Regions from separate parts of the Mus musculus genome. Here regions 1, 2, 4, 5 and 6 are each linked to region 3. Evidence: chromatin contacts called from public HiChIP or PLAC-seq and promoter capture Hi-C data. All regions are on one chromosome and are shown on one strand. The core of a region is the stretch at or near the end of the contact, and the rest is flanking DNA. Distances in the headings are between cores, read along the strand shown. Region 1 holds the start of Zdhhc7 (zinc finger, DHHC domain containing 7). Region 2 holds the start of Cotl1 (coactosin-like 1 (Dictyostelium)). Region 3 holds the start of Irf8 (interferon regulatory factor 8). Region 4 holds the start of Fbxo31 (F-box protein 31). Region 5 has its middle 22 kb from the start of Gm26747. Region 6 holds the start of Cibar2 (CBY1 interacting BAR domain containing 2).

Evidence for each region. Promoter capture Hi-C pulls out the DNA fragments that hold promoters and counts their contacts. HiChIP or PLAC-seq counts read pairs in DNA pulled down with a chosen protein or histone mark. Capture Hi-C pulls out chosen DNA fragments and counts their contacts.
Region 1: a promoter capture Hi-C map of embryonic stem cells shows a contact between it and region 3, with 2.3 times the contacts expected there. The contact joins the promoter of Zdhhc7 here to the promoter of Irf8 in region 3. A contact is called at or near these places in 2 of 39 promoter capture datasets (embryonic stem cells and stem cell-derived epiblast-like cells), 3 of 115 datasets of contacts at active chromatin or transcription factors (bone marrow-derived macrophages, embryonic stem cells and memory CD8 T cells) and 1 of 9 other capture datasets (liver).
Region 2: a contact with region 3 is called in a promoter capture Hi-C map of liver, with 2.8 times the contacts expected there. The contact joins the promoter of Cotl1 here to the promoter of Irf8 in region 3. A contact is called at or near these places in 2 of 115 datasets of contacts at active chromatin or transcription factors (bone marrow-derived macrophages and memory CD8 T cells) and 1 of 9 other capture datasets (liver).
Region 4: an H3K4me3 HiChIP or PLAC-seq map of bone marrow-derived macrophages shows a contact between it and region 3, with 4 times the contacts expected there. The contact joins the promoter of Fbxo31 here to the promoter of Irf8 in region 3. A contact is called at or near these places in 1 of 39 promoter capture datasets (the C10 cell line), 1 of 484 Hi-C or Micro-C datasets (Th1 cells) and 4 of 115 datasets of contacts at active chromatin or transcription factors (the 230-238 cell line, bone marrow-derived macrophages, embryonic limb bud and 1 more).
Region 5: a promoter capture Hi-C map of the SN4741 cell line shows a contact between it and region 3, with 3 times the contacts expected there. The contact joins the enhancer-like site here to the promoter of Irf8 in region 3. A contact is called at or near these places in 4 of 39 promoter capture datasets (the 3T3-L1 cell line, the SN4741 cell line, embryonic stem cells and 1 more), 1 of 115 datasets of contacts at active chromatin or transcription factors (large pre-B cells) and 1 of 9 other capture datasets (embryonic stem cells).
Region 6: a contact with region 3 is called in an H3K4me3 HiChIP or PLAC-seq map of neural tube, with 4 times the contacts expected there. The contact joins the promoter of Cibar2 here to the promoter of Irf8 in region 3. A contact is called at or near these places in 1 of 39 promoter capture datasets (embryonic stem cells), 1 of 115 datasets of contacts at active chromatin or transcription factors (neural tube) and 1 of 9 other capture datasets (pancreatic islet).

Annotation. Positions count from the first base shown.
Region 1 is chr8:120,099,753-120,102,878 of GRCm38.p6, forward strand. Zdhhc7 (zinc finger, DHHC domain containing 7) reads right to left here and starts at 1,720. Exons shown (of 8, transcript NM_133967.3): 1 at 1,340-1,720.
Region 2 is chr8:119,838,951-119,842,054 of GRCm38.p6, forward strand. Cotl1 (coactosin-like 1 (Dictyostelium)) reads right to left here and starts at 1,629. Exons shown (of 4, transcript NM_028071.3): 1 at 1,374-1,629; 2 at 1,192-1,274. The coding sequence starts at 1,450.
Region 3 is chr8:120,734,417-120,737,703 of GRCm38.p6, forward strand. It overlaps Irf8 (interferon regulatory factor 8), which reads left to right and starts at 1,942. Exons shown (of 9, transcript NM_008320.4): 1 at 1,942-1,993.
Region 4 is chr8:121,577,124-121,580,188 of GRCm38.p6, forward strand. It overlaps Fbxo31 (F-box protein 31), which reads right to left and starts at 1,683. Exons shown (of 9, transcript NM_133765.4): 1 at 1,335-1,683. The coding sequence starts at 1,632. It overlaps n-TMcat17 (a tRNA gene), which reads right to left and starts at 2,178; the gene lies at 2,106-2,178.
Region 5 is chr8:121,439,165-121,442,231 of GRCm38.p6, forward strand. No RefSeq gene overlaps it. Among named protein-coding and RNA genes, the nearest start is that of Gm26747, 22 kb to the left of the region's middle. Within about 2 kb of position 1,552, at least 24 of the 459 cell types and tissues checked have an H3K27ac peak or open chromatin away from gene starts, as enhancers often do.
Region 6 is chr8:120,176,110-120,179,065 of GRCm38.p6, forward strand. It overlaps Cibar2 (CBY1 interacting BAR domain containing 2), which reads right to left and starts at 1,360. Exons shown (of 9, transcript NM_001033980.2): 1 at 1,205-1,360. The coding sequence starts at 1,224.

The DNA.
Region 1 (3,126 bases), core at 470-2,969, 630 kb before region 3:
ACTTTCAATCCTCTCACCTCTACCTCTTGGATGCTGGGGCTATACCTGCCTTCTCTTCCATTCTTAAAAAGGGCTTGATTTTAAGGCATGATGAGCAGCAAAGCCACAGAGTTCTAATTTGTTTGTTTGTTGTTGTTGTTTTGAGACATGGTTTCTCTGTGTTGCCCTCACTGTCCTGGAACTCACTCTGTAGAACAGGCTGGCCTTGAACTCAGAAATCCTCCTGTCTCTGCCTCCCAAATGCTGGGATTAAAGGTGTGCACCCATTACATCCAGCTTAGAGTTTTATTTTTAAGTATATCAACCGACCAAGCGCCCAGACACTCAAGAGTCAAGTGCTGTTGAACAAATTCTGAGTGAAATTATCTCTTCACTTTTTCCCACTCTCAGCCCAGAAGCCAGTAACTCCTTACCAGTAACTCCACAGAGTACACAACACAGTTTCAACACCCCCAACCTGTCTATTTTGTGCAACGTTCAAAAAATGAAATTAACACTCCCATTAGCCCATTTTGTAAAATACCTCCAAGAACCTTTCTCTTTAACCACTTCTGCAGGGGCAAGTATCACAAGGTATCTTTTTTTGTTGTTGTTTCTAAATGTAGCATGAATTAAGTGAAAGTTATAAACAACTTTGGAAAGATCAGAGTGGTGTGCTGGGCAGATTTACCAAGAAATATAAATGACCTCTCTCCCAAGGCAGTAAAATAAACACAAGTGTACTCCCTCACTAAGGGGACTGATTGCAAAGCAGACTGTAGCTTGGATTTGGACAGCGCCACACACACCAGTGAAAGCCGCTACAGTGCAGACTGCTGCAACTATGACTACTCCAATTTAATTGCCACAATAAACTGGCTGTTCACGAGCTAATAAAATGTGCCTATTTAATAGCTAGAAGGGACTTAGTTCTAGAAATAATGACAGCTCAATAGAGTTGAACCTTATTGCCCTGAAAGCTGACCCGATTATCCCAGATGCCCTTCCGGGTAACTACCCTCCTAACACCATGGCCAGGGGCAGGGGGGAAGAGAAGGGAGACCGGCAAAGAACAGAAGAGTCCCGCTAAAGAGAGACAACAGAGGCCTTGGGAAGACAGACCTGCGACGAAGCATGACCATAAAAAAACTTGACAGCTCGCAGACCGGTGACAGCACTTTATGACAGCCACCCTGACGTTAGCTCTGGAGCGCCCAAGGTCAGGCAAAAGGCTGCAGGTGCAAATGGGGCTCGATCCTGCGGGGTCCGCAGAGGAGACTGGAGAGCCCCCGAGGGGACCGCAGCGCGGAGGCGGCGGGGAGCCGCCCGGGGTCGCGGCCGCCGCTCTCCCCGCACTCACCCGAGGCCCGGGCGGGGTCGCCCAGTGCTGAGGCTCCTGGTGGCCGGCGGCTGCAACGGCGCGGGCGGCGACGCATCATGCGGCAGCGCTCATGGCCGGGCCGGGTGGACCCGGATCCGGCTCGGTTCCGCGCTGCTCGGGCCGGCCGGGCCGGTGGGCGAGAGGCAGCAGCCCCAGCAGAAGCGGGAGCCCGACGCCGAACTGGCACAGCCGAGCCGAACGACCCCGGAACTGGACCAGGCCGAGGTCAAGACGCTGCGCCTGCGTCCTTCCGGTCGCGCCGCCCGGGGCTTCCGGGAGGCGGATCGCGGGGAGGCTCTGGCGATTTCATCCAAGACCGGGCTTCCAAGAACTCGGCGGTTCTTGGAGGAGAGGCAGCAGCATCTACGGCAAGACTACTAAACGGAGATCCCCCGGGAAGGGTGGCCCGGAAGAGAAATCAGTGCCTACGGGGCGCCGCGAGGGCCACGCCGCGTTGCCGTTCGAGAGCACTCGATAAGGCTTCCCGCCGCACCATACATAGATGAAGTTTGTGGCGACTCCGATTCTCTTTTTAAGGATGTCGGTGCCAGGTGGAGGAGGGAGAACTACGGAGATGAAGGATAGAGGCGCGGGGGTGGAAGCAACTGAGCCAGAGGGCGTTTGGGAGCCCGAGGCAGCGCCCTGGACCGGAGATGGGACTCCTGGGTCCAGGCTTGCACACCTCCATGCCCAGGTCGCTGGAGCGTCGCTGCGACCCCTTCCTGATGACCGGCCAGAGTTTTGCGGAGGTAGAAACGAGTGTTTTTATAACCTTCACCCGTCCCCTGCCTCTTGAGTCCCCTGACAGACTTAGCACAATTTGTCCAGGGCAGAGAAGTGTTTGGTAGTTAAACTGGCAAACGCAAGGTGTGCTGTGATACTAAAAAGGGCTATAATGACAGCTCCGGGATCTAGCCCATTGGGGTACGCACGCCATCTTCGCTGGGTTTCCTGTCCCCGCGCCCAGAAACTGCTATTCGAGCCAGATTTTTGGAAATAAGGGTGCATTAGATTAACTGCTCCAAAATTACAGCTTTTAAGTTTAGGCATGGAAGTGCACGCCTAAGTCCCAGCACTCAGGAGGCTGAGGCAGGAGGATTCGGAGTTCGAGACCACTCTAGACTATATAGTAATGCCATCTTGAAAAAAAAAAAAGCATCTTTTGGGTTTGAAAAATTATGGTTACATCTTTTTAATCTTATTTAATTCTTTCTTTAATTCTTATGTCTGTGGGTGTTCTGCCCGCATATATATATCTGTGTACCACGTGCATGCTCGAGGAGGGCATTTAGATACCCTGGAACTGGCGTAAGCAGTTTTGAGTTGGCTTATGGGTGCTAAGAAACCAAACCTAGGTTTTCTGGAAGGACCACCTCTAAGCAGACTCGCAGGCTCTGTAGCCCCTTTTGTGGTTACGTCTTGTGCATCCATATACTCACTATGGTACCAACCTTTCAGGTGCCTCTTGTTTGGCCTGCCCTAGGTAGCTATTTCCTCAGGATGGAAAGCGGGGCTCAGGACACCCATAAGACCCGGGAGGTCTTGTGGATCATGTAAGGAGTACACTGTTGCTGGTTAGAGGAGACTTTCTGGAGCCTTGCAGGCTGTGTCATGAGCATGTTTTCCCATGCTAGGGTGGACTTCTCAGTGTTGGCAATGCCTCAGTTACCCATACACCTCTAAATAGCCATGCACTTGTAGGTAACCCCGATGAGCTTAGCAGTTCACTGAGGCGGACCTGAATGGAATTGAGGCAGAATAGAAAG
Region 2 (3,104 bases), core at 379-2,878, 900 kb before region 3:
GTGACCCCCACCCCTACCCCCAGGGACCTGGCCCCACCCCACTCAGCTGGAAAGCAGCCCAAGAGGGATTCTAACCCACAGCCATTCCCAGGAGTCCACACCCTAGCTCCTAGGTGGCCTGCTTTTGTTTGACATTAGGTTCCAAAGCTAAGGAGACACTAGGCCCCGGGGTCTCTTACTTCCAATCTCTTTAAAGGCTCTTTTTCCGGAAGGCACGGGGGATGCCCAGCCTAGGCTGGCCTCCAATTCTCCATCCCCCTGCCTCTGTTTCCAGAATATGCTGAGCTGCTCTGCACACCAGCTCCTTTAGAGATCTCTTTACCAATGGTGTTGAGCTGTTCTACGGGAGCTGTGGCCATTCAGGCCCTGTGTTCTTTCATGGTCCACATGTCCCAGGGAAGCTTAACACACACAAACCTTAGGGTTCCCTGGGATGCTTTTAGTAAGGTCACACATCTGCTTGATTCCTCCACACCAAACCATGGAGCAATCTCAGCTCTCCATGCCCCACCCCAGCCAGTGGCCATTCGCTCCAAAGGAAACTGGCCGCTGGGACCTCGCAAGTCAGCTTCTCTTTATCCAGGCCTGGTATAGCAACATCGGATACACATTCTTGGTGCGTGTTTCTGTACTCTTCAAATTAAAGGCTTGTACAGAAGCAGATAGGGACAAAGATGGAAGGGAGAAAGGAGGGTGGGGCCCTGGGTTCTGCCTTTAGCTTGCAGCCCCCAGGGGCTTCGGCGTTTATTGTTCACTGACCAATCAGAGAGGGTGGAGTTTGAACTGCCCCTTCTGACCTGGAAACCCAGTGGACCACAGGGTGCGGGAGCGGAAGAAGCCGACTGACACTACCGGGGGAGGAATCTCCTCGGGTCACTTGATGGTGATGTCCACAGGGGTTGGGGGCAGGGTGGGGGAGGGATACACTCGGGACTTTGGAAAGCTCAGATCAGAGCTTTGCATGGCTGTGCACACCCACCCTACCAGTACTAGACGCTTGGGGCAAGAGGATGGCCAGTTGGAGGTCACCCTGGATATATAGTGAGCCCCTATCTCCAAAAACACAAAGACAAAACCAAAACAAACAAACAAACAAAGCCCCAGCCCAGATCTGCTGCTGCTTGGACGCCCAGCAGCTCGCTGCCCAGGGTGCCCACCCTCTTTCAAAAGGTCTCATGAGGGTCGCCCTACCTGTGCACTGCTGGATGAAGTGCTGGTAATCTGCTCCCTGATCGCCGGGGACAATGGTGGCGCCGTCGTATCTGAAAGTCACCCTTTGGGTTGGAGGAAGAAAAGAAACATAGGTGAGCGGCGGCGGCGAGCGGCACGAAGCAGGTCACTACTGGCTTCCCCGGCCCCGCGGCGTTGCTCACCAGATGACCGCCGAGCCGTCGTCCCGCACTAAGTTGTACGCCGCGCGACACGCCTCCTTGTCGATCTTCGTGGCCATGGCCGCCGCGAGGACACTGCCGGAACCAGTGAACGCGTCCCTGATCCGCTACGAGAGTCGAGCGGGCTCCGAGAGTGGGCAGGGGAGGTGGCCGCTCGCAACAGCAAGCTAAGGTCCTCGGAGAGAGGCCCGCGGTTACTGCAGAGCCAGAGCGCGCGCGGGGACTCCACTCCCGTGAAAGCCACGCCCCTTCGCTCCCATTGGTCAGGCGAGGCGGGGGCGGGGCGTCTCGCACATCCGGCGGCCAATCCCAGTCTGTGCGGATTGCGCAACTCCGCGGAGGGCTGGAGGGGGGCCCTTCCTCCTCGTCTTCCCTTCCTCCGCCTTCTTCCCTCCCCACTCCGTGGGCCCCAGCCCCTCGCTTCTTCCACCACCTTCTGTGTTCTCCGATCTCGCTCTCCTTCCTCCTTCCCTCTCTCCTTCCCTCCATTCCTCTCCTTCCCTTACGCCGTTGTTCTCCTCTTCTTTCAGCCTCTACCTTGTTCGCCTTCTCATCTCTCCTATTTATCCCACCCCAAGCCCCTTTTCCCTCCTCCCTAAGGCCTCCTTCCTCCTTCTCCTCTGCATCTTCCCTCGAATCTTCTTATTCTCTCTTCCTCCCTCGTTCCCTCTACCAGTGAGCTGGGCTGCAGAGCTCTCCACCCCTCCCCCTCCTTCAGAAGAATAACTTAAGTCAGCACTCAGATGAGCCAGGCTGGCCAAGGCTGGCGCCCCTAACCCAGTGTTTGTTTGCTCTTTGGATTTGGAAAGGGAAGAAGTGGAAAGAAGGAAGCATTTCATTTGGAAAGAGAATCACTGTTGACTTTGTAGCCTGGCTATCTGCAGTCACGTGGGGTGCTGGGGCGGGATGGGGCGGCATCCTTAACCCCCTTACTGGGTCATTCATTCACTACTCCTCTACCATCTGTCCTACCGGCAGGTGAAAGGCTGGCCCTGGAGGCCCAGCTCTAGAACTGCTTGTAATTCTCAGCCCCGAGCCATAGGGCAAGCTCTGAAACCTTATCAAGAGGACTGCTCTCTCCCCGTGGTAAGACGAGCCTCAGGGAGCCTCAGCAGGTGCCTTCAGCCTTAACTGAAATGATGTACAGAAACCAGGGCGGGCATCAAAAGAGGTCACTGTTGGTTTGCTATTGACTAAAACGGATCATAGACAGAAACTGAAAAGATCTGGAACATGTATAAGGGATAGGAAAACCCTTAGGCCTGAAGGTGTGGCCCAAAGAGCCAGCATCTGTGAGGTCCCAGGTTCTCTCTCTCAGTACCTCACCTTAAAAAAAAAAAAGAAAAAGTCTTGACACAGTACCTCACCAGGCAGCTCAGAACTCAAGAGGTTAAAAAAGAAGGGTTATACATTGACAACCAGGCTGGGCTGCATACTGGTTTCCAGGCCTGCCTGGGCTACAAAATAAGACCCTGTCTCAGATTAGGAGAGATGGTTTATCCTCTGCTAGAGGACTTTAGATTCTTTCTCAGTACCCATGTCTGTAATTACAGCTCCAGGGGAATCTGATGTCCTCCTCTAACCTCTGTAGGCATCTGCACACGCACACACACACACACACACACACACACACACACATGCATACACACACACTACAATCTTTAATACACACATATAACCACACTCTTTTATACATGCACACATACACACACA
Region 3 (3,287 bases), core at 692-3,191:
GTCAGTACACTGGGTCTGGAGGACATGTTTAATTGCCTCCTCTGGAGAGGCTGGGAGGTGGTGATGGACTCTCTAGAACACTTCGGGGCCTCTTCTCCTTAGTTAAGCCCTGCACATGCCTCTTCTCTTATGCAGTGATGTGACCTAGCTCCACCCCCGACATATGACTTATGCCAGGAGATCCTACACTGAATCTCTCCTGAGTGGCTATCGCTGGCGTGTGGGAAATGTACACGTGGCTCACATGAGACACCACCTTCATAGCTTCACCCTCAAAGACCCCATCAATATTCAGCTGTGAGTCAGTGCCCATTGTAGGTGGCTTGGGTTCTCTTAGGTCCTGAGTGGAGCTATTTCAGACTTCTAGGAAAACAGTTAGAAAAAAATAGACCCCACTCACACCCCGATGTATATGGCTTCAGGACAGTTGTCAGGCAGGCTGGGCTGGTGTCTTCTAGTGTGTACAGAGACACCTGCTGCTAGGACCAGAAGCTAGGGCTGGTGTCCCTAATCTCTCTCTACCTTTAGCTAAGAGGCAGGCACACTGGGTGGACATTTGGGATCTGTTCTGTGCCTTTGATATTTGTAAGTAGGAAAATCTGCATACGCTTATAAGGTGCCTATTTGGGAAATGAAAGGGGTATAAATGCACACAGGAGTCTGTTGTAGTAATCTGAGCGTGTCTGACTTCTGGACTCTGCCCTTCACAGCAAACACTTATTAAAACACTCCCATATTACTATTAAAGAATTTGAGCTGGACTATGGTGGCACACACCTTTAATCCCAGCCCTTGGGAGGCAGAGGCTAGCAGATCTCTGTGAATTTGAGGCCAGCCTGGTCTAGTTCGGGGACAGCCAGGGCTACAGGGAAACCCTGTCTTGGAAAACAAACAATAAACCCAATAATAATAGTAATAAAACAAATGAGCTTTGAAAAGTAGTTTTCATTTGAAATTCCTTGGCTCCAGGGAACTCCACTTGGCTTTTGACTGTTGGATGGTATTTATCATTGAACTAATACCCGGTAATGTCTTAAGTGCCTTTCAGGTATACCACAATGCTCATCAGGATAAACTAGAGTTAGAAGGTTCTGTTTGGAAAATCCTTATTTGAATTCGTATTTATTTGAAACCTAGCCGTATACTTCTTGTATTTGTGGACCAATCAAAAATTCTTGTCGCGGCTCCAACGTTTTCCTAAGTATTTTAAAAGCCAGACGGGTGAGAGTCCTGTAAGCGTGGCCGCAGGTGTGTAATTGGGCAGCCTGCAACGAAAGTCCCTCTCGACCCTCACCTAAGGCTCCCCGCTCCCACATCCTACTCAGGTTGGGAACAGGCTCGACCGGGCTCCTGACATCACTGGGGGACACAAGGGAACCGATAATGCGTAGCCTTCCTGGGGGCATCCCAGCCTCAGCGCTCGCGACTCCCCTGGTTTCCCAGATTTCCTGCGCAATTTCAGGCGGTCATCCTCCATCCAGGAGGGCGCGCTGCAAGTGGCTGTCACCCAGCACGCAGCTCTGGGACTGGTCTTTGCTCTGAAACTCCAGCCTGAGCAGCTGACACTCAGGGTGCCCCTGGACACGTGCCCGGGACAGAGGCTCTCCAAACCTGAACGACACCCCGAGGATGATCCGTGCATCACCAGCCTCCTTGACCTTAGGCAGACGCCCCAGCCCCCCGGCCATTTTTGGGGCAGCCCCCTCCCCCGCCGCCCCCGGAGTAAAGAGAGAAAAGGACTCCACGGGGTCGGGGACGTGCAAAAGTGATTTCTCGGAAAGAGAGCGCTTCAGAGAAGGCGGATTTGGCAGGCTGCGCTGATTGGGCCGCGCCAGCGCCCCTCCCGCTCCTCAATTAGCTCGCGCGACCGTCGCTCTGCGCGCGGGACCCGCCTTCTCCCCCGCCCCATCTATAAAAGCAGGCGCGCGCGTACGGGCCTCCAGGAGCCCGCGGGCGGTCCCGGAGGCGCGGGCAGCGTGGGAACCGGCGGCAGGTAGGACGCGATGGGGTGGGCGCGGGGGCCGGGGCTGTGGCTCTCCCACCTTCGCCCAAACGGAGTGCACAGCACGTTAGCAGGTGCTTGCTCTGGCTGCTCTCCAAAAACAACAACAACAACCAACAACAACAACAACAACAAAACCCAACCAAATGAACAAACACCTCTCCCTTTAAAATCTGCCTGATGGCCAACTTCATAATGAAGAGAAATAGATCTGCCAATCACCGCGCGGCAGCCCGGCTTCCATGCATGAACTATCCAAAGCTCGCGACTGGGCTCGCCCAGGGACCGACTGGCTTTGATTCTGACTAGTGGCAATCTGATTGCCCAGTGGCGCTGGACTTCTCTGATTGTCCAGTGGCCCAGCTGGCCCCGGAAGGAAAGTCTTCCGTGTGGGTCCCACACAGCTCTCAAGACCAGATTTGCTGTGAGCTTGGCCCCAGGCTATAGGGGCAGACTTTTCCCCTGGTGAGAAAGATTACTTACCCACAGCCGGGAAGGGCGTTCAGGGGGTAGAAACTAATAGAAACCATTCACTAGAATCTTAAAATGGTAGATCACTGTTTTGTTTGTTTTTGTTTTGTTTCTGATACAGGGTATCACTCTGTAGCCCAGGCTCATTCCAATGAGCTCCCGGTTATCCGCCTACCTCTTCTGAGTGTTAGGATTTCAGGCGGAGCTTGGGGGGTGCCCAGGTGCTCAATGGCCCTGTTTTTTTCTTTTAAAGTCAAACGATAAGAGCAGTTTCGTGACAGTTCTAGGTTTGTCCCTTTAAGTTATGGCAGGCTCCTTCATGAAGAACTGGGACCGATTCAGTGTCCCTGAGGAAGCTTGGGGCCAGAAAGAGATGGGTCTGTGATGGATTTCCGTTCAGTGGTGGTCAGACTGTGGCCCAGGGCTGAATGAAAGGGATTACGGTGTGGTGTGAGCCCCGCCAAACATGGCTGGTGCAGATGTTGACAGCTGTGTTAGGCGAGCCTCTGTCCCCTGCCTTGTGAGAAGCCTGACCTAAGACACGTTGCTCTAGATGTAAGTTAGCTGTAGGCAGGATTGGGCCCACAGGGAATGCTGCCTCAAAATCAAGAAGAGGAAGCTAGAATCATGTGAGCGTGTTTATAAACCATTAATTGTCCATAGTTGTAAGAGAGTCAGGCTATGCCTGTCTAGGACCTCAGATTGGCCTCCAAGGCAATAGAGGAGATTGTCCAGGTGCTGAGAGCCGGACCCTGTCAGGTGTTCTTTCATCTGCAGAATGAATGAAAGAAAGCATCCCTTCTGTGTGTACTGT
Region 4 (3,065 bases), core at 433-2,932, 840 kb after region 3:
GTGTCAAAGGTGCACACGCTAACCATCAGGTGAACACCAGTCAAAGAAAGCCTTGCTGCACAGACCAACAACCTGAGCTCCATGCCCTGAACCCAGAGAGGAGAGGTCCTCAACCTGTGCGGTGAGAACCTGAGGACCCATTAGCGGTTCACCTAAGACCACTGGCAAACACAGACGTTTACATTACAGTTCTTAACAGCAGCAAAATTACAGTTATGAAGTAGCGACAAAATAACTGTATGGCTGGGGGTCACCACAGCATGAGGTGTATTAAAGGGTTGTGGCAATAGGAAGGTTGAGGACCACTGCCAGAGAAGAAACAGATGTCCTCTAACCTCCAAAGACATGCATGCCCCTCTCTCTCTCTCTCTCTCTCTCTCTCTCTCTCTCACACACACACACAATAACAATAAACAGAGTAACAGAGTAATTTGTAAAAAAGAAAGAACAGTGCTCAGACAGAAGCTGAAAACAAACATCACCCATCCTGTGCGACTAAAGGTTACTACTGAGGATCTTATACAAGAAAACAAGACAAAAGACAAACAGGACGTTACATTGGGCCAACAGACATACCAGTCATGTTCAGGACTGAAGGCTTTGCATACTTATTATAAAAGCCCCTACCCAAGTCACAATCCCACTCAGACGTGGGGTAAGATTACCCCAACTTCCCACAGTGCGAAGGTAAGGGGAGACAAGCCAGAACCCTGATGTCAACCGTGAAATTACACAAGAACCCTGCAGCAGGGAGGACCTGGGGAAACCGCTTCCTCACACAGCCTGCCATCCCACAATCCCACTTGGAGAAGTGCAGGCTCACGAAGATGAACCACCCCAGAGGTTTTCACAAGATAGATGTAAATCCCCTGCATTTCTACAAAATGCACAAAGCAGTCTCCGGCGTGCTGTGGCCAGAAGACAGAAAAGGCTGAAGCCCACACACAGTCAGAGCACTAGCCTGTGTGACATGCAGGCAGTGGAATCCCTGATGTTCCCTTCACGGAACAGCAAGCCTCCAGGACACACACACACACACACACACACACACCAACAAGCCATTCAGGCTGAGTACCGTGATGTATGTACACGGACGTAAGGCCTTCAAATGGGACTGTGGCCGCTTTGCGTCCTCATTATTCCTGCACCGGGAGGGTGGGCTGTAGGTTTGGTTTAGGGGGACGGGGTCTGACATTTTTAAAAACAGGATCTCACTCTGCAGCCCTGGCCTGCTAGCTGTCTGGTTTTCTCACTCTGCAGCAGGCCTGGTTTGGAACTCCACACCATGCTCCTGCCTCGGCCAAGTGTCCGTACTAGGGGATGCACCCGCTCACCCTCGCGGCAGCGCCGTCTCCAGATGGTGTCCGTGTGCAAGATTCGGCGGAACCTGCTGCAGACCTGAGCCAGGCTGGGCAGGTCGGTGCCGGGCAGCGACGCGAAGATCTCCACGAGCAGCTCAGGCGGGAGCTCCAGCAGAGAGCAACGCGCCGGCCCCGCCTCGATGCGCTCCTCCTCGGGGTCCGTGTCCGCCTCACTGTCCGCCGCCGCAGTCTCGGCCGGGCCGCGGCGCTGCTGGCGGCGGCGGCACCCACGCGCGGGGCCCACGCCGCAGAGCCGAGCACACACCGCCATGCCCGTCACCACCGCGGAGGCGCGCACGCGGACGCGCACGCACAGCGCTCTGCGCAGGCGGCCAGGCAGCCGTAGTCCCGCTTGCAGGCTCCTCAAGCTCCACCCCAAGCGTGACCACGCCCTCCGACCCCAACCCCTCACACGCCCCCATGAAGACTCGCCCCGCCCCTAGACGCTCCCACCCTTCCAAGCCCCACCCAGACGCTTCGCCCCGCCCCTTGAGCAGTAGGCCCCGCCCTACGTGTTAGGTCCACGCCCTTGTATGGAGCCACACCCTATTTCCAGGCTCCGCCCCCAAAACGTTTGGCTAGAAACTTAGGACGCCCAGCTGCTCACTAAAAGAGGGTCGCCGGGTTCAGCTCCGGAAAGCCCCGCTCCTAGCATGACCACACCCCTCCCACAAGTCCCACCTCTGACCCCGTTTACAGGGTAGAACGAAGGGGTTTTACCTTAAGCAAGAAAACAATGCAGGATGCCCCGTGTGAGGATCGAACTCACGACCTTCAGATTATGAGACTGACGCGCTACCTACTGCGCTAACGAGGCTCCTTAGCAGCAAGCTCGCTGCCAGGGCCTTTGCACAGGTGGTGGCCTCGCCATGAACAAAATCTGGCAAGGGAAACCATAAACCAAAGCTACCGTCGCCTAGCAACACTACATCTAAACTAACTTGCCAAGATTACCTTGGTTGCAAAAGGAAAGGTCTGGTGCTCAGTGAGGTGGGAGTTCCTGGTGTCCCCAAACCTGCTCTCCAGCTCACATTGCCCCGCGCAGCACAAGGCGTCTAGAAACTTCCCTCTCAGGAAAAGAGTAGTCTGGGGTATCCTCCGCAGCTCTGCCCTTAATGACCCTATATAACAATATCGCCTATTTTTTATTATTAAAATTAACCGTTTGCGTGGCGGTCTCTCATCCCAACTTGGGGCTAGGGGATCAAGGCAGGAGGATCAGAATTACAAGGTCACTCTTGGCTACTTAGTGACTTTACGGCCAGCCTGGGCTACGTGAGACCCTGTGCCTCCTAGCAGTCCGCTCAGTAAATTATCCCAACAAGCAAACAGATATTACCTAATGCATTCGTTGATTGATTAACAATAGCATTAAGCAAAGGCTCCACTTGGTGGCCTGTAATCCTAGACCTTAGGGAGATGAGTCAGGAGGGTGGGGACTTTTCAGGACAACCTGAGCTATGCGGCAAGATTTCATGTAAAAAACAAAACAAAACAAAACAAAAAAGACTTAAATTACCTGATAATATTAACATCGTGTAAAAGTGTAGCTGAGCACACGCTGCCTCTTGTCCCCGTGTGTTAATGCCCACGGGGGAGGGTAAGCTCTTTGTGGGCATGTGGCTGAGACCCTAGACTGTCTGCTCCAAGATGAACCCTTCTGGTCTATCATTCATGGGCTGTCAATCAGCCTTCACTGAACAA
Region 5 (3,067 bases), core at 302-2,801, 700 kb after region 3:
ATATATGCACACAGCACACTCTTACACACATACATACACACTCTTGCACGCACACACTCACACACATATACATTTTTAGTACACTCATGACAGAGGAAATGTTTCCTTGGGCCCTGAGGAAGAGCCTGAGCCGACATGCCACTGTCTGTCACTCAGGCTCCACCATGCCCCAGGGAGGCCAGAGTCTACAGCTTCCAAAAACAAGGCCTTTCCATGCCTGCTGGGGCCCAGCAGGAAGGTTGGGCTGAGTCTCCACACATGTGTTCCCCACAGCTTGCCAAGGGCTGGGCTCGGGTGTGCACAGGAGCCCCACAGGCCAGGTCAGGGTGTGTGTGTGAAGTGGCTCCCTCTGGCTGGCCCATGGATGTCCCCCATAGCCTTTGGGCCTCACCCTGCCCCCTACCAGTACGTGCTCACTCTGCCAGCACTTCTCAGGGTGTGACCTGGAAAACTGCAAAGTCATGAGCCCTGGTGCAAGCCAGAATGGACAAATGCCCCAGCGTGGTCACTGGCAGGTGACCAGGCATGGCGCAGACCATCCTGCATAAAGTGGAGATTAAACCATGCCCTGGTTTGCATCACCATTCCCAGCCACTTGACAGGGCAGTTGCTACATGGCAGTTAAGACTGACTCTATTCCTACCCCTGGGTCTGTCCATCAGCACAGGAGGAACGGGGTGCAGGGAGCTCAGCTCTGCTCTTCCCGGTGTGCACTGATCCCCAAAATAAGGTGCTGTTTAGGTGGAGTGACCACAGCAAAGTCAGCAGCCACCAGAGTGACATGAGGCTGGGAGATGACTTCTGGGTCTGCCCACACATGTTCTAAATCAACACCTTCCAGAAGCCCACTGCCCCTGCAATCTAACCGACTCCCATCATCAAGGCAGCTGGCTGGCTGCTCCCTGAACTCCTTTTGCTGAAGAGGCTGGAAGGACCATATGCCCCCGACTGCCTGGTGGAGAGGAAGGAGAGGGGGCTGGAAACAAACCAGTCTGACCCATGAAAGACTTGCCGAAGGTTCTCCAGTGGAGGGTGGATCTTTCAGGAGAGGAGCCACAGGCTCAGCCTTCTCAGACACACTGTCTTACGACCAGACCCCAGTGATGGCCACTGGCTCAACCTGCAATTTAGGCTCAGACCAGAGATGAGAGTGGCTCCAGCTGAGGGACATACTTCAGGGCAGTCTCAGTAATGAGAGGACAGGAAGTCAACGTGCAACCATGTCACCGTGAGAGCTCTTGTGTTTGGAAATCCCCCTTGGGCATTAAGAGTCTGCAGCTCCTTGGGGAAAACTGAGGCACTGGACCTGGAGGGCGGAGCTCAGTTTCTGAGCCCTGCAGTGGAAGGCCCCATGGAAGCTGGATGAAGCAGACCAAGGGGATCGCACCTCACACAGCCCTTGTGTCTGTGGGCAGCTCAGTCTGGAGCAAAAGGCCCAAGCTGCCTCGCCACATCCCTTGGGAACTGAGGTTCCTAGAAGTTAGTTGCCAGTGTCCCCTGGGTAGCTTTGGGCTCCACCCAGAATTTTGTTCCAGAAGTCTGTGGTAAGCAGGAGCTAACGGTCCGTGTCGTCTTGGTGGTCCCGTGTGGCTGGGTCTTGCTCTGTGTGCTCAACAGCAGGGCAACCAGGCAAACTATTTCTCACAGATTCTATCCTACCCAAGGAACTATTCTGAGAAAGAGCTTCTTTTATCTTCACGAAAGCCCTGTGAAGAGCAACCAGAGGCAGGCCCGTGATGCTGAGAAGCCACAAACACAGCTTTGGTGACTGAAGGCCATACCTATTGTATTCCCCTTCTGGACAGTGTCCAGGACGGGCAAGCCCATGGAGTCTGGGAGATCACATTTGCCTCAGATGGGAAGGAGAGATGGGTGAGAACTCCTTAGTTCAAGCTTCGCTGAAACACTCTAGGGTTGTGAAGGCTTCGCAACTTTGAGTGAAGAGAACCCGGAACCCCACATGTCAAGGGAATATATATATATTCCCTTGTGTGTGTGTGTGCATATATATGTATGTAAGTATATGTGTGTGAGTATATGTGTGTGAGTATGTATGTATATGTCTCAAGGGAATATATATATATATATATATGTGTGTGTGTGTGAATACACATATTTTTTTTTTTTTAGAAAAAGGTAAACACGGGACTGAAACAATGGCTTAGCAGTTAAGAGCACTGGCTGCTCTTCTAGAGGACCTGGATTCAATCCCCAGCAGCCACACGGCAGCTCACAACCGGCTATAACTCCAATTCTAGGAAATTCCACTCCCTCTTCAGGCCTCTCTGGGCACCAGGCATGCGCATGATACACAGACATTCATGCAAGCAAAACATCTATACATATACAATGACAAAATGGGGGGGGGGGGGCAGAGACTGCAACATCACCATTTCCTAGCTGTGTGACTAACCTCTGTACCTTAGGTTGGTTTTCACAGTAAGAAGATGGTCATAGCCCATCGTCTTACTAACCTTGTGTCATTAAGACCCATCAGGCACTGGGGTATGGAATCAGCAAGGAGTCCTCAGTCCCTAGACAACCAGGCTTCTTTCCACGCCAGGCAATGCAGTGGTCAGCTTGAAGCTGGGCTGGGGAGATGGAACCCTTTGAGGGCTCCGGTTACACTTTGACCAGCACAGCTTCCAAACACTCTTCTCCAAGGCAGGACAGAGCCTGGGGCTGTTTAACTCAAGACAGGTTTCCCAGGGTTCCTCTTGGGAACTCGCAAGTCAACCCAACTGCTTGTGATTGCAACAAAGAGAGACGCCACCCCAGCAGCTGTGAGGTGCCCTGACTTCCATTGATGCGCCAACATGATCCTGCATTTCTATGCATGTAGCTACCGCTGTTGTTCTGTGTGGGGTCAGGCCAGGCTTCTGTCTTCTCCCAGAGTCTCTATTTCCCAGGCTTTTTTTTTTCTGGTGGGCATGTATTTTTATGATCTTTTTAAAGAATGCTGCTTTCTGGATGGTGAAGCTCAAAGTCTGAAAAAAAAAAATCTATTTAGGGAAAAGTTACTTTAAAGGGAGACCAAATAGAAGCAAGAAAGAAGCCAGAGGAGCAG
Region 6 (2,956 bases), core at 110-2,609, 560 kb before region 3:
GGGGACACCCAGTGTCTTCCTCTGTCCTCTGCACAGTGTGCACAGTGTTAGAGACACACACATACATAATTAATTTATACTCATAATTAAATTTATACTTAATTTATACTCCCTTCCCAGTGTCTTGCATCTTGCAGTCCATTTGGTACCAAGGATGCTCTGATAGGGAGTTGTGGACAGCTGTGATGGCTGTCACTGGATGCTACACGATGCCATCCGACCCCATCAAGCTCCCTGCGGAGTACTTGGGCTCTCTATCACCCTTACTCCTCTGCCTGGTCCCTTCTCCCTCCCACCAGCCCTGGGCTCCTCCACAGAGCTCTTTGCAGACCACTGACCACCGCATGCCACACGCTTGCCTTCTCTGACACACCTCCAGGGCTCATGCCGCCTCCCACACCCCGCATCCTGCCCACAGCCAGCGTTAGTGACAACCTGTGTGCTCAGTCTTCATAAGGGTACAGGAGGCTCCTGAGGCGTCCTGTCACAGTCCCCTCCCCTCAGCCCCAGGTCTTTCCTGTCCCTTGCTGCCCTCCCTTCTCTAGAACCCAAGCCCCTCTTGTGGCCTCTAGTGGTGGCCACTTGGCAGACCCCATAAGGAGCACTGTCTCACGCCTGCTAATGAGCTTCAACTTTGTAGTTTGCAAATGCTCCGCTCACACTTCCCTAGAAGAGGTTGCTATTGACATTTTTTTTTTAATCAAGTAAACAAAAGCCCAGAGATGCAAAGCATCCCGCCCAAGGGCATACAGCAGGCCAGACTCCAGGATGGCTGTCACTCATACACAGTTAGACAGGCAAGCAGGCCCCGTGGGTAAGGCTGGAAGCCAGCTTTTAAAGAGCATTCTGGGTGCATCCAGGACACTGGAAGTCTGAGTCCTAGGGAGACTCAAAGGCAATCAGGGAGGGCAGGTGACAGGGAGTCTGGGGCCATTAGAGGGAGCAGTGTCAAGGTCTGGGGCCTGGGTTTTTGGAGGGGTTCCTAGGGGGCAAGCAAAAGCAGGGAACAGACCAGAGAGTGGCTACACTTGCTCTTCACGCAGCACAGGTGAGGCCGACAGATCGCATTCTGGTAACCTCTATGCTTCAAGCCCTCCCTCCACTTTGAGAAGGGATGGCAGGGGGCTCACCTGCCCTCCTCCCCGATGTGGCAGAACGTGAGGATCCCACCTGCATACCCCTCCCAGCAGCGCAGGCTGCTCACCTGGAGAGGACGACGTTCATTGTGGACAGAGAGAGGCACCTGCTGCCAGGATCTTGGGGAGGATAAGGACAGGGCCCCAGGGGTCCCCTAGTCAGAGAGAAGGCAGCTAGTACTGGGCCCAGCTGTGTGGTCTGGCTAAGCTCAAGGGACTCTGCTGCCTGGTTGCCAGGCAACGGGCCATCCCCAGGCAAGCCCTGGGAGGAGCCCAGCTGGTTGCTGGGCAACCAGGGCCTCCCCTGCGGGGTGAGGAGGGCCAGCTTTGCCTTGGGGCTTAACCACTCTCTGAAATGAATTGGAAGTGGGACACAGAACCTCCACATGCCTTTGAATATGGTGTTCTTGGGGGTTCAAAGTGCTTGTAACCACCAGGAACGGACAGGGAGATCCCCGAAGGGAGCTTGCCTGGGACTTCACCCTGGACCCTGCTGTGTAGAGTCTCCTCCACCCTCAAGGCAGAAGGCCCGGTGGGCGGGGCGTGGGAGCCAGTGTCACTGAGGGTGGGGGGAGTAGACGGTAAAGGGAAGCGGAGAAGGTGAACCAAAGGAGTGCGGGGGGGGGGGGTGCGGGGGGACAGGCAGCAGCTCAGAGGAGTGCCTAGCGAATCAGGCAGTCCTGGGCTTCCCAGAGTATGCGACTCCCACTGTTAGACTTGGGGAAGGTGACTCCAGCGTCAGAGCACTAACACGTTGAGAGGTCTGCGGGTCACAGCCCCCGCCCCGCCCCGCCCGCCCCGCCCCGCCCCACTCGCCCCGCCCCACTCCCCTTTTCACTTAAGGTGCAAAGCAGGCCTGGTGGTGGAGGCAGAGAACCCAAGGCAAGATATTGATAGTTCCACGGGACGCCTGTCACACTGGGTCGTTTTTTTGTGTGCGTCCCAGCTCCATCATGCTGGGATTTGTTTTAAACACTTAGTAAGGCAGAAACATTACGGTCAGCTGCTTCAGATTCAAACCCCACGCCTCAGCTCTGCTGTGTGGCCTGAAAGCAAAGCCCTGGTCTCTCTAGTCTCCTAGACAATCGCCCAATAGGAACTGGAGCCCCTGCGGCAGGGATGAGGAGATAGGTGGGCTGGGCACTGGGAGCCGGGTCCCCTGTCCAGCGAGCCCTCAGAGCACACCTGAGTGCTGGGTCTCTGTGGCACATGTGTTATGCTCCCCTTTTGGGGGGCAGGGACAGGTTTCCCCAGACAACACAAATCTCTGTGTGTCCTTTACGGTACTGTGCCCTCTGTTTAGGGGCAGCCATGGCCCTGAACTCCTACCGGGGCTGTGCCAGTCCTGTGATTTTTCTCTCTGAATGATGCTCTGTGTCTCCTGGTCCGTAATCCCTCCCTTCTGAGGTGTTAGCTGAATTGAAAAGTGTCTCCCCAAAGTACATGTCCACCCTGGGTCTCAGAGCATCGCCTTACTGGAAACGGGGTCTCAGCAGACAGGCTGAGCAGATGAGTCACTCCGGCATGGGAGATGGGGCTCATTCAGAGGCTGCTGTTCCAATCTGCAGAGAATCCGCCTCCTGTACCCATTGACGGACTGTGGCTTTTCTGTCTGTGGGTGAGGGATGCCAATGCCCCAAGAATATGGCCAGCTTCTGGAATGCAGAGGTGACTGAATCCCACCTCTGATAGCCAGTGGTGGACGACTACATCCCTGCCTCAGTCTGTCTGGGGTCTTCTCTATCTTAAGGAATCGGTTTCCTCCAGACCCCAGCTATTCCAGTTAATCAGCTTCGTCCCTGTCTGCCCTGTACTATAGC